Regions from separate parts of the Triticum aestivum genome. Here region 2 is linked to region 1. A link is a contact called in public Hi-C data. All regions are on one chromosome and are shown on one strand. The core of a region is the stretch at or near the end of the contact, and the rest is flanking DNA. Distances in the headings are between cores, read along the strand shown.

Evidence for each region. Hi-C and Micro-C count contacts between places; a contact is called where the count stands out from the background.
Region 2: a Hi-C map of an unstated tissue shows a contact between it and region 1, with 9 times the contacts expected there. The contact joins the promoter of LOC123188161 here to the enhancer-like site in region 1. A contact is called at or near these places in 2 of 5 Hi-C or Micro-C datasets (leaf and an unstated tissue) and 1 of 1 datasets of contacts at active chromatin or transcription factors (leaf).

The regions. Positions count from the first base shown.
Region 1 is chr2A:166,191,256-166,196,917 of IWGSC CS RefSeq v2.1, reverse strand. No RefSeq gene overlaps it. Among protein-coding and RNA genes, the nearest start is that of LOC123191606, 110 kb to the right of the region's middle. Within about 2 kb of position 4,242, at least 1 of the 8 cell types and tissues checked has an H3K27ac peak or open chromatin away from gene starts, as enhancers often do.
Region 2 is chr2A:166,405,459-166,411,167 of IWGSC CS RefSeq v2.1, reverse strand. LOC123188161 (interferon-related developmental regulator 2) reads right to left here and starts at 3,744. Exons shown (of 13, transcript XM_044600205.1): 1 at 3,329-3,744; 2 at 3,048-3,225; 3 at 2,318-2,398; 4 at 1,989-2,071; 5 at 1,780-1,895; 6 at 1,585-1,695; 7 at 1,376-1,488; 8 at 988-1,294; 9 at 827-910; 10 at 696-746; 11 at 542-613. The coding sequence starts at 3,338.

The sequences.
Region 1 (5,662 bases), core at 2,993-5,492:
AAAATATGTTCACAAAATACAAAAGAATTCACGAAATTTAAAAATGTACATATATTAAAAATTCATGAATTTTATAAAAATTTCACGGATTGAAAGGACGTTTGTGGAATGAAAACACATTAATGAAATAAAAAAACGCACACCTATTTGAACAAAATTAAGAAATGTTTGCGAATTTGGAAAAAACATGGATTTAAAAAATGTTTGTCAATTCAAAAAAAGTTCATAAATTTGAAGAAAATTTTAACAAATGCTAAAAAGTTCATCGATTTGAGAGAAGGTCATGAATTGTTTTTTTTAAGTAAAAGTAAAACATAACGAAAAATGAAAATATGAAACAAGAACTGGGTGTAAAATTCGAGCAATGAAACAAACCGGTACAAAAGAAAGAAAGAAATACAGCCGGATGCTTGTGGAAGCTCAGAAAACGTGAAGAGAGGTGTGGAGCTAGATGGGCTGGACTGTTATATTCATGTCGCTAGGTGTCGTGGGCGCCCTGCACGCTATTTGGACCCCTCAAAAGCTGTGGTTGTAGGGTCAAGAGAACAGTGGCATACTAGCTCACCAAATTTCTTTTTTTTTTAAAAAAAACGGGGCAAAAGATTTGCCATTTTCATTGATTAAGAAGAAGAGAATTGCCCGGTTAATTGACGGAAAACCGAGGCTAAAACCGATACAACTCAACCCACATGACATGGGCACCACCGGCCAACCTGGCCACCGACATGGGACACAAAGCTGCAAAGAAGAAAGGCATTCGCCGAGGAGTCGCAAGCGTCATCGTCATCACCGGTTGCCTCGAACGAGCGACTCCGACTTCACCATAGAGCTCCAACCTCGAAGCCAACCCGCAAACAGCTGCATAGAAGCCACGACGGCACATGCCACCGGATGGCCACACGCGCAAGCAGCCGACAGCTCCGACTTTGACGACGAGCCTCACCAGGGAAATATGCAGGACTTGCGCCGACCGTGCCCTAAGAGCACCTCGGACACGCCAGGAAGAACCGACTACCGAAGTCCACGCCGCGACCCGAGCTCCTCTCGACGACATCATCGTTGCCAAACAGAAACCAGCGCCCCGCCTCAGCAACACACGGCGAAGATGCCGCCATCCACGACGAAGATGCCGCAATCCACCAGTCTCCCAGTCGTAGCCGGCTCCGAGACGATGCCCCCAAGGAGGAGAAAGACGCGAAGACGCCTCCATCGCCCGATCCAGCGGATCTGAGGTTTCCCTCCGAAGCCAAAGCCGTGGGGAGAAGGAGCACACCTCCACGGCGACGCTTCCAAAAAAGATCACGGCACCTGCGGGCACCGCCGTCGCCGGCTCCGAAGAAGGCCGGAGCAAAGATTTCTCCCGAAGATGCGCCGACCACCTACCACCACCGACCGCCACCCACCAGCCACCACCTGCTGAGGCCGACCTCATTCTTGCCACGGGATCCCACGATCCACCGCGACCAGACACGCACCACCCCCTGGCCGAAGCCGCCGTCCACCACCGTAGCACCACCGTAGCCACCTCCACCGCAGCAACCCACGCCGCATCGCGAAGCGCATCACCCAGATCGATGCACCTTGCACCAGATCCAATCGGAGCTGCACAGGCGAAGCAGCAGAGAAGACGAGCAGGATCTCCCTCCGCAGCACACCTCGCACTCCAGAGGAGCACACCCGCCACGCCAGCTGGTCACCGCGCCCGACGCACGCATGCAACCACCGCGCCCGGCCAGTCACCGCGCCCCACGCGCACAGCCGGATCCGAGCCGCCGCTGCGCGAGCGCGCGCCGTCCACACCCCGGCCACATCAGGAGCCCGGACCGAGGCCGCCGCCCCGGCGCCCCACTCGCCGCCCGCAAGAGGCACGACGCCGCTCCGGCCGCCGCCCTCCGCCCGACGTCGCCCCGCTCAGAGATCCCCCGCTCGTGAGAGGAGCCGCCCGCCGCGAGAAAAGGAGCCCCGCCGCCGCCTGCTCCATGAGAGCTTTGCCCGCAGGAGGCGCCGGCGACGGCGAGGGGTGGGATTGGGTGTGGTGGCCGGAGGCCTTGGCGATTTGGTCGCCGCCCGTGTCGCCCCTGGGGAGGGAGCGACACGAGGGCCTTTTTTACCTTAATGTTCTCCCTCCGCAGCACACCTCGCACTCCAGAGGAGCACACCCGCCACGCCAGCTGGTCACCGCGCCCGACGCACGCCTGCAACCACCGCGCCCGGCCAGTCACCGCGCCCCACGCACACAGCCGGATCCGAGCCGCCGCTGCGCGAGCGCGCGCCGTCCACACCCCGGCCACATCAGGAGCCCGGACCGAGGCCGCCGCCCCGGCGCCCCACTCGCCGCCCGCAAGAGGCACGACGCCGCTCCGGCCGCCGCCCTCCGCCCGACGTCGCCCCGCTCAGAGATCCCCCGCTCGTGAGAGGAGCCGCCCACCGCGAGAAAAGGAGCCCCGCCGCCGCCTGCTCCATGAGAGCTTTGCCCGCAGGAGGCGCCGGCGACGGCGAGGGGTGGGATTGGGTGTGGTGGCCGGAGGCCTTGGCGATTTGGTCGCCGCCCGTGTCGCCCCTGGGGAGGGAGCGACGCGAGGGCCTTTTTTACCTTAATGTTCTGATCCAAATTTCAGACGCGAGGGAGCGACGCGAGGGCCTTTTTTACCAAATTTCAGTGTCTCAAAAAAAAAAGCTCACCAAATTTCAATTCACTAGTGTTCGCAGTTTCCTTTATTTATATCAGGTCTTCCGGTTATGTTTGGGAGCAGATGTTCATGTCGACTACGAAAGCGTTTGTGCCGACTTCGTCAATCTCAAGATAATGTGTCGGCTTAATCTTTTAGAGGTGCTCATAGGGTAGGATGAGTGTGCGTGGGTTTACAGTGATGAGTGTATGTGTGTATGTGTGTATGTGCCTGTATTGTGATAAAAAAATGGTACCAGTTCAGTATTTGATATTTTGGTGCATATTGGTACCAGTTCAGTGTTTTCTGATAAGACAAACAATTCGGTGATTCCTCCAAAAAAAAGAAACAGTACAGTGATGACCTGTTCAGTTTGCATAGTCTGTAGTGGATCGCCGAGATGGATAGATGGTGACCACCTTTGCCTATTGGGCTGTTCCTCTCATTCCGCCTTCTTGATGACGAAGCTAGATGAGGCATGGGCCGAGACCTTCGAGCTGCCGTTGCAAACGGGCGCAACGCAACATGGGCGCGAGCCGTGCACCCGAAACTTGGAAAGCGAGGTCTCCCCCCTATCCATCCACCATGTCGCCAATCGGTGCAGCCTCTGTACCGTGCGCATTCGTGGGCACGGCCGATGTGTTCCAACGTTTGTGCAAGATGCACCGACCCTTGCGTAGTTACCAGACTTCCTTGAGATATCATATATAAGTTCCCTACCTACCTATACTACTCCTGTAGATCGATCCAGCCGTACGAAGGAGCGGAAAAGAGTTGCTGTCTGATACAGTCACGCTATCCGTTGCCGTTGGCGTCTCGGTCTAGCGTGGTACCCGGTGATACTGATGAGATTTGACTTGGGGAAATATACAGTCTATTATTACTACTACAAATCTCAGTAAACTTACATCTAATCAGAAGCATGCATGCATCCGGCCGACAGTAGATGAAAGGGAAGTGGGTAGAACCGCAGTCCATCAGTGATACACAACCTGACAAATCTTGAAACACAGAACCGAAACGACGACGAGACACAAGGCTGACGGGCTGAGCGGCAGCTACTCCGGAGGCACCAGTTGTATATATCGGCCACTTTTTACGCAATTTTTTCGATGCAGATACAAGTAGCATCCATGCTTTACTCGACACGTTTTAACTGGCTCAGATCCTAACAGAGGTGGATGGAGACTGCCACCATCGCCACGAGTTTCGCCTAGGAAAGAAACACCACTAAAGAAGATCGATTAAACATTAAGAAAGCTTCACATTTCCCATGCATGTGGAAACCTCCGACTATCTTCGTTCTGGTTGGAAAAGGAGAAACTTTCCATTTTTTTAAGAAAAGAAAGGAAAAGGAAGACGAAGCAGAGGTGTTCATTCCTTCAACAACAAGCGTACGCCATGAACTCGCACGCCTTTTTCCCTAACAACTACGTATTCGGGTGATATCTGATGATATCTGGCCATCACAATGGATAAGATCTCTAGTTGTTCTCAATTAATCTTGACACCGACAATAGCAAATCCTCCCAAATAATTGAACCGATCTCGGCACCAATGAAAACGGAATTGCACGCACGACTATGACCGAATCCTGCACACGAGCAAGCTCATCTACAAAGACAGGAAGGAACATCGCATTCCAGAACAAGATCGCCATCTCGTTCCAAGAAACATCATGTCAAAGCTGTCACCGCAACCACCGGCGCAGAGACCTATCCGATGCGACCGAAAATGGTTTCGGCTCAGAACGCTGGAGGATCTGGGCGTTCCCATGCAACTTGCTTCTCAGGGACCTCATCCGGAAACGCAATAGTTTAGCAGTGCCGTGTCGCGGCCAGGCCCAAATTATATGCGCTCCCGAGGATTGCGTACAGACATCCTTTTCTTAAGCTGAAATGACAGCTCCATCTGTAGGTCTACTGAGGGGCATGCCCACATCGACGACAGCTCAGAAAACTTAGCCGGCAAAAACAAGAGAAAACAGGGCTGACACGGTCGGATCCTTCATGGATTTGAATCAAATTTATCTGTGTTTCCCTAGAGGTATCTTCATGTGCTACTATGAACCACCGCGTCAGTACTAGTGGTACGGATTCCCTTTGCTGCCAGTGAATGTAACGCTTGTGGGAGATAAAACTGGCTAAATTTCGTGTTTTAACCCTTTTTTCAAACCTATTCGAGATCTGATCCTAGTTTGAAATTTTTTTTAGAATCTGATCCTTTTGCTACTGTCAGGGATCATGACGGTAGGGTATAACAGCCTACCGCCAAGGACCCTGACGATAGGGTTGCATGCCCTACCACCAAAACCCGCCTAAGTATTGAACACAGTGCGTGCTCGTGCCAAGCACCTTCGGTAGGGTTGTGCAGGCTACCGCCAGCCCGTTTGGCGGTAGAGATGTTTTCTACCGCTAAAGTCTCTGGCGGTAGGCTGTTAGACCCTACTGCCATGGACTCTGGCGGTAGCAAAAGGGTCAGATCTCGAAAATTTTTCAACTTAGAGTCAGATCTCGAATAGGTTTTGAAAAAGGGTCAAAACATGAAATTTTGCCGAACTGACGAACATATTGTGAGTTGCACTTGCAGTTGCAGGCTGGACGTCTGCTGATTTTATTTTGTTTTTGAAACAAGTGGACGTCTACCAAATGGATTCAAATATCGGCGCGACATGTCAGAAGGTGTGGCTCTTCGTAGATACTCCGCCAAAGGTTTGGAACAGTACAGCCCGTGATTTCTGAATTGCGTACAAATTGGATATTGTACTCGGCCTACACCTACGTAGATGCTTTCAGTTTTGTGCGTAGATTATATATTCACCTTTCTGATCTAAACTTTGCATCGGCTATCAGTTCTTCTTGTTTCAATACAAGAATCAAAAATAATATTTTGGCTTTTTGTATTAGATGGTTTGAGTGGTCTTCTTCTTTGAGTTCAAATTAAAATAGCTAAGATTGCAAGTGAATGAGCGGATCCTGCGTCCTGCAGGGAGT
Region 2 (5,709 bases), core at 2,495-4,994, 210 kb before region 1:
GCCTTTCTTCTATCTGAGCACCAGACACCCCTTAGCGTTGGTGCTAGGTAATTTCTCCCACTTCCAGCATCAGCGACCACAGGGAAGCAGATGCGCTAAAGCAGGCTCTAGTGGTACAGCTTGAATCATAACTATGAGCAAAGCCTCTAACGGTACAGCTTGAATCATAACGATGAGCAATCTCTTTCTTGTCCTCAGCAGAGCAAGTTTGACACAAGATATTCAAGGATAATAGTTCCTGTCTCATTCATACTCTAACTAGGAATCCACAAGCATATATATATACCCCAAGACACATCGACCATCAATCATACCTTAACTGTTTAATCTAGCCTAATCCCTTGCTAAGCGTGTTTTGTGTCTTTGCTGTTGGCATTTTATGGAATCAATCATATAACAGGTCAGAAGTCTAAGACTGCTGGGGTAGGCATAATTCATTCACATTTCGTAAATAACTCCATAGACCAAATCAATTATCTTTATTAAAGCTCTTCAAAGCAACCATCATTGCAAATTAAGGGCTTCAATGTCTCAGTTTTACCTTGTCATTCGATGACAGCGTTTCAGCCTTGTCAGCCTTGATGTTGAAGATATCTTGAAGAAGTCCATTGTCCTGTATAGAAAACAAATCTAGCATTTGCCACATGCACAAGTAAATTAGCACAGTGGAAAACAGACCACTCCAAAAAAGTTACCTGCACATGCTTCAGGAAGCCTCTCCCAAGGAATCGTTTGAAGAAGTTTAACTGATGATCAAGGGGAAATTAGCCAAGACATGTGAAAATGCAGAGCAATTCAGGAACCACTGAAAGAAAGAAGCAAGCACCTGAATCAATTCAGACCATGATGCAACCCTTAAAACATCACGTTTTCCAGCAATCTTCATTGATTCTTCAGGGCACTCGCCATACTGGAAACAGTTTGCTATTAAGAATTTGGAAGAGAGACCAAAACTGAAAATTAAGTAAGAATGGAAATGAAACAGACCTTGACAAAATCCAAAATCCGTTGAAACAGATCTCTTTGGTCAGAAAGATTTTTCTTGTCTGCACCTTTGCCCCCTGCCTCTGCAGAGAGATTTGAGGCAAGACCGGCTATCTTGGCTTTCAATGCTTGCATATCCAGGAAAAGTTTGCCCTTAGAGCTACCAGGTACTCCAGTGTCATCATCAGCATCTTCAGAAGGGGAGATATCAAGTAGATTTAACTCAAAGCACAAAGCTAATGCTTCACCAGCAGCCATCCGAACAGCACGATCCTCTGCTCCTAGAAGAGTAGAGAGAAACGCAATTGGCCTGGCAAATAGTAAAACATAAAATAAGTAAATAATGAAATGGATGATATAATTTAGAGGGGAGAGAGATAGAGTTACTGACTCCTTCCAGCTATCAGTGTTTATCCGCCATGAACCAATAGTTGTTAGCAGAAAAGTCCATGCAGATAGAGCAGCTGCTAACACAGGTGGCCTTGGTTTCCGGACAGTACCGACCTGCAGGTAAGTCGGGAGTCACAAAAATATCAAATAGAGTTCTTTGTAGAACCAGTTCACAAAATATGATAATAAATCAACGGCACCTATACATACATTTGAACCTGATTTTGGATGAATCACATCCCACATGGCTTTCAAAGATACCTCTGTTTCAGCCAGATCAGTTGCACCAACAAATGTGACGACGGCCAAGCAGTCAAGAGCCTACAACATGTCAACATAGATCACATCACTGAAAATGTAAATGAAATCTGGAAGCTTAGAAGAACAGAAAAACTTTTCACTTACAGAGATCATCTTTGAAGCATCCGACCAGGTTTGAAGGACCTTAGAAAGCTGTGGATGTGATTCTACCATTGTTTCATGTGAGCTACTGCCAGCACCAAGTGTAATAGACAGTAGCCCTGCAAATCAAGAACACAACAGCCAAAAACGGTGTAAGCAAACTCCAAAGAGGTGGAACTGGGGAAAAGAACATTAATGGATAGGAGACGAACCAATGGCGCGAGATGCCAGGCAAGCCTCCTTGGTAGATCCCTTCTTGATCGAAGTATTGAATAGACTCAGTAGAGTGGCATATCTTCAGAAGAGAAAATAAATTTGGTAACAGTATTAAACAGTGGATTCGGACAAAAATACATCTGTAGTTAAGAGGGAGCCATGATGTAAAAGGACAGGGGTTAGCGATAAAATTTTGAGCTTGAGATGTGAAGTGTTTTGTGCATATGAAATACGCAAATGTCTAGTATGTCTATACTAACAGTTCAAGTAACTACCGACTTCACATGCAATAATAAAGATTGGTCAGTAGAATGTACTAACTTACTTGTTCTCAACAAGACCACCAAGCATAAAACTTTCGAAAGCATCAACCAACGAAGCCAATGCTGCCTCTCTTGTAGACCCCCTGCTCAAATATAAATAATACTATATTGAGTGCACTAAACAAAACCAACATGACTACTTCTACATTTTACATGATGGGGCTGATGCAAAGGGTGGAATGTCCGGTTAATCAAAACATGAAGTTAAATTTGCCGACTATGAAAGGCATACTCGCTAGTTATTACTTATCAGAAGTCAAATTTCACAAATGAGCTACCTATGAAAGGCTTCCTGAGTAGAACTTGACATAACTTCATAATATAACAACAATCGATGACCCAGCAAGTAATAAAAACATGAGCTACAGGATAATGCAGTTTTTTCAATCAATCATCATGGCCTAAATTCAATCAGATATAGACTGAACCAAACACTGGAGGCCCAGTCCAAGCTACTAAGTTCTTGTAAAACCCAACAGGTAAAGGAGAGGGTCTAGTCCAACATGAAGCCGTGTAGCATTGTATATCAAATGTCAGGTTAACAACATCATCCTAATCTATCCACAGAATCAACATTTGCCAGCCGACTAGGACCAGCTGCCAAACCATCATTCCTCTCTATTGTGATGCTACCACACTACACCAGTAACGACCCATCTATTTGCATAGCACACGTTGGGCATAGACTGCTGCAGGTGATAGCACAAATAAAGAAATGCTATAGAGCTCAACCTCTTCTCGTAGAGAGCGTCGATGTACTTGTCGAGAACAAACTCGTGCGAGTTGACGTTCTCGGTGGCGTACGAGATGGAGAGATCTGAGAGCGCGGTGGACGACGAGCCCACGCTGTCGGCGTCGCTGCTGTCCAGAAGGTCGTCCCCTCCGGCGCCGCGGGCCTTGCTCTTCTTGCCTGAGGAAGACGCGCCACCCCAAAACCAATCAGAATCAGAACCCCACAGCCGAATCAGCTGGAAAGAGAGGAGCAACAAGCAGCCGGCGAAACAAAGACTTACTCCTCCCCATGGCGAGGCCGCGCGGCAGCAAGAAACCGGAATCAAGAAACGGACGGCGTCCTAGGAAGAATCGCAGCAAGAAACCACCGGCACCGCGCAAGAACCCGCGCAGCGACAGTCGGTCAGGAGTCAGGACGCGGCGCACGCGAGGGCCCAATCAGGAGCGGGCGCGGGCGGGGGCAGCGGCGGCGGCGGAATCGAGATGCGCGGCGCGCGGCTGAGGACAGGGGCAGGAGAAGCAGAAGCAGAAGCAGGGGTTGTTCTTGAGGGTCTCGGAGTCGGATTGGCCGTGGAGACGCGGAGCTGCCATGTAGTAGCGAGGAGGGCGCGGGGTCGGGGAGGAGCTGGCCGGGCCGTGGTCTCCGATTCTCTCTTGGGCTCGGCGGGGGAGGGCGGGGGGAGGCGGCTTCGGGCGTGCGGGGTGGGGAACGGGGCAAATATAAACGAGCGGTGGAGGGGGGAAGAGGGAGGGAGGCGGGGTCCGAGTTGGGAACTAGGGCACGGTACGAGTGCCGTCGATCGGTCGATGGCTTCTTTTCCTCGGCTCCGTTTGCTTTTTCTGATGAGAAACTCGAACGTGATGAACTCAGACGGATCATCATCATTTTTATCAAACTCATACAATACACCGCCTTGCGTTTCACAAGGAGTCAAGGACGTGCGTTTCACCTCATGGAGCGAAACATGGCATGCATAGCTTGTGGGCAACAAGAAGGGTATACTGCAAAGCAAAATTCACCGGAAAAAGCGTTGGTGTGAAGTTACAAAACTTTGACACTGATTCGCAACACAGGCCACCCTGCCGTGTTACCACGACCTAAATCAAGTGGGAGAGCGTGTTTAAATAGACGCCCAAAAATAGAGCGTTGAATCACGCCCCTTCTGTGTTAATAATGATGGAGTGACTCACTGGCTAGGCGTGATGTTTGGCCGTCAAACTTACGCCGGATCGGCCACGGACCCTTGCACGTCCCTGCATGGCATCTTTTTCCTTGTGATGAGAATTTTCAGGGGTGCGATAAGCAAGATGCCGCTGGTCCGGAATTGCTCGCCGGATATTCTCTCCCCGACTCCCCCGTACGGTTCAGCAGACCCAGGCGCTGCTGTGTGGCGAGCGAGCGCGCGGGCAACCGGCCTCGGGCGCCCACGTCGACGGCCTCAGAGTCTCAAACCGTGTCGACACCATACCGCTCGGCTCGATTGCGCGCGGCGCCGTGGCAAGCGGCAAGTGGCGCCGAGCCCCCACCGCGGCGCGTCGGCTATCCTATCCGAGGACATGTGTTTGCGGTGACACGCGGGTTGCTCTGAGGTGTAGGCCGCTCGCTGCGCCGTGCCGACCTGCCGTTCGCTGGCACCTGGCAGGAAAGCCCGCAGGACCGCTCAAGGTGGGATCCCGCCACGTTTATTAGCAGCCGACGCGCTCCACAGCAAGAGTGTTCGAGCCTGGTGTCGGAGCCGGACGATGCTTTCCTTTGGCCCACAGGTACCGAAGCTGCGTCCGTCGGAGCCACGGGTTCCACTGCTGACGAAGGGCGGCTCCATGCTTAGGCTCTTTTTTTTTGCGGGGGAGCTCCATGCTTAGGCTTCTTCCAATACATAAAAGCAACTCCAACGATCCGCGTTTTGTTCATTTTAAACGCGTTTGGTTGCTCGCATTAGGTTCAGCCAGGTTCGGGCGGAATGATTTTGTGTTGTTTGGTTATCTGGGTCGCGTTCAAATTTCGGTCCGGACGAAACTTAAAGCAATGCTCAGCCGGCCCTGCCAGCGAGCGATGCACGGGAGGGAAACGTCGCGCCGCGCAGCTGCAGGCAGGGAGATGGCGGGAGCGATGGCGCATCTCTGAAAATGTGGCGGGACGAATTCGAGTCACCGCCCGCCGATTCGGTATCCAGGGCGACCACCGCGGCAAAACTCCCGCCACCATTTCCCCCATCTCGAGCTTTCTCTCCGGCGTGAATCCACTTCGACGACGAGGTAAGCGGTGTAACTACTCCAGTGACCGGTTGACTGCGACGGCGGATCGACTCCTCACCTCCTCCGCGGCTCTTCCGATGGCGTCTCTAAGTTCAATCATCATCTCCTCTCTACTAGTTCTAACTAGATTTGTCGATGTGATAGGGTTAGATCTTCCAATCTGTTTGACTATGATGTTGTAGTAGCTACTTGTGATGGATTTGGAGCATGCTAGGGGTTGTTTCCATGTGAGCCAGCATTGGTAGCTAGTGGTCATGGATGGATGGATAGTATGCTTAGATGTGTGGTATGCTACTGTGCAAATGTTGAACAACATGTGTCCGTGATTACTGCTTTGTTATGCTGTGTTGAACTGTGGTATGCTATGATGGATTTGGTAGTGCTATCTTCAACTAGATCATCCATG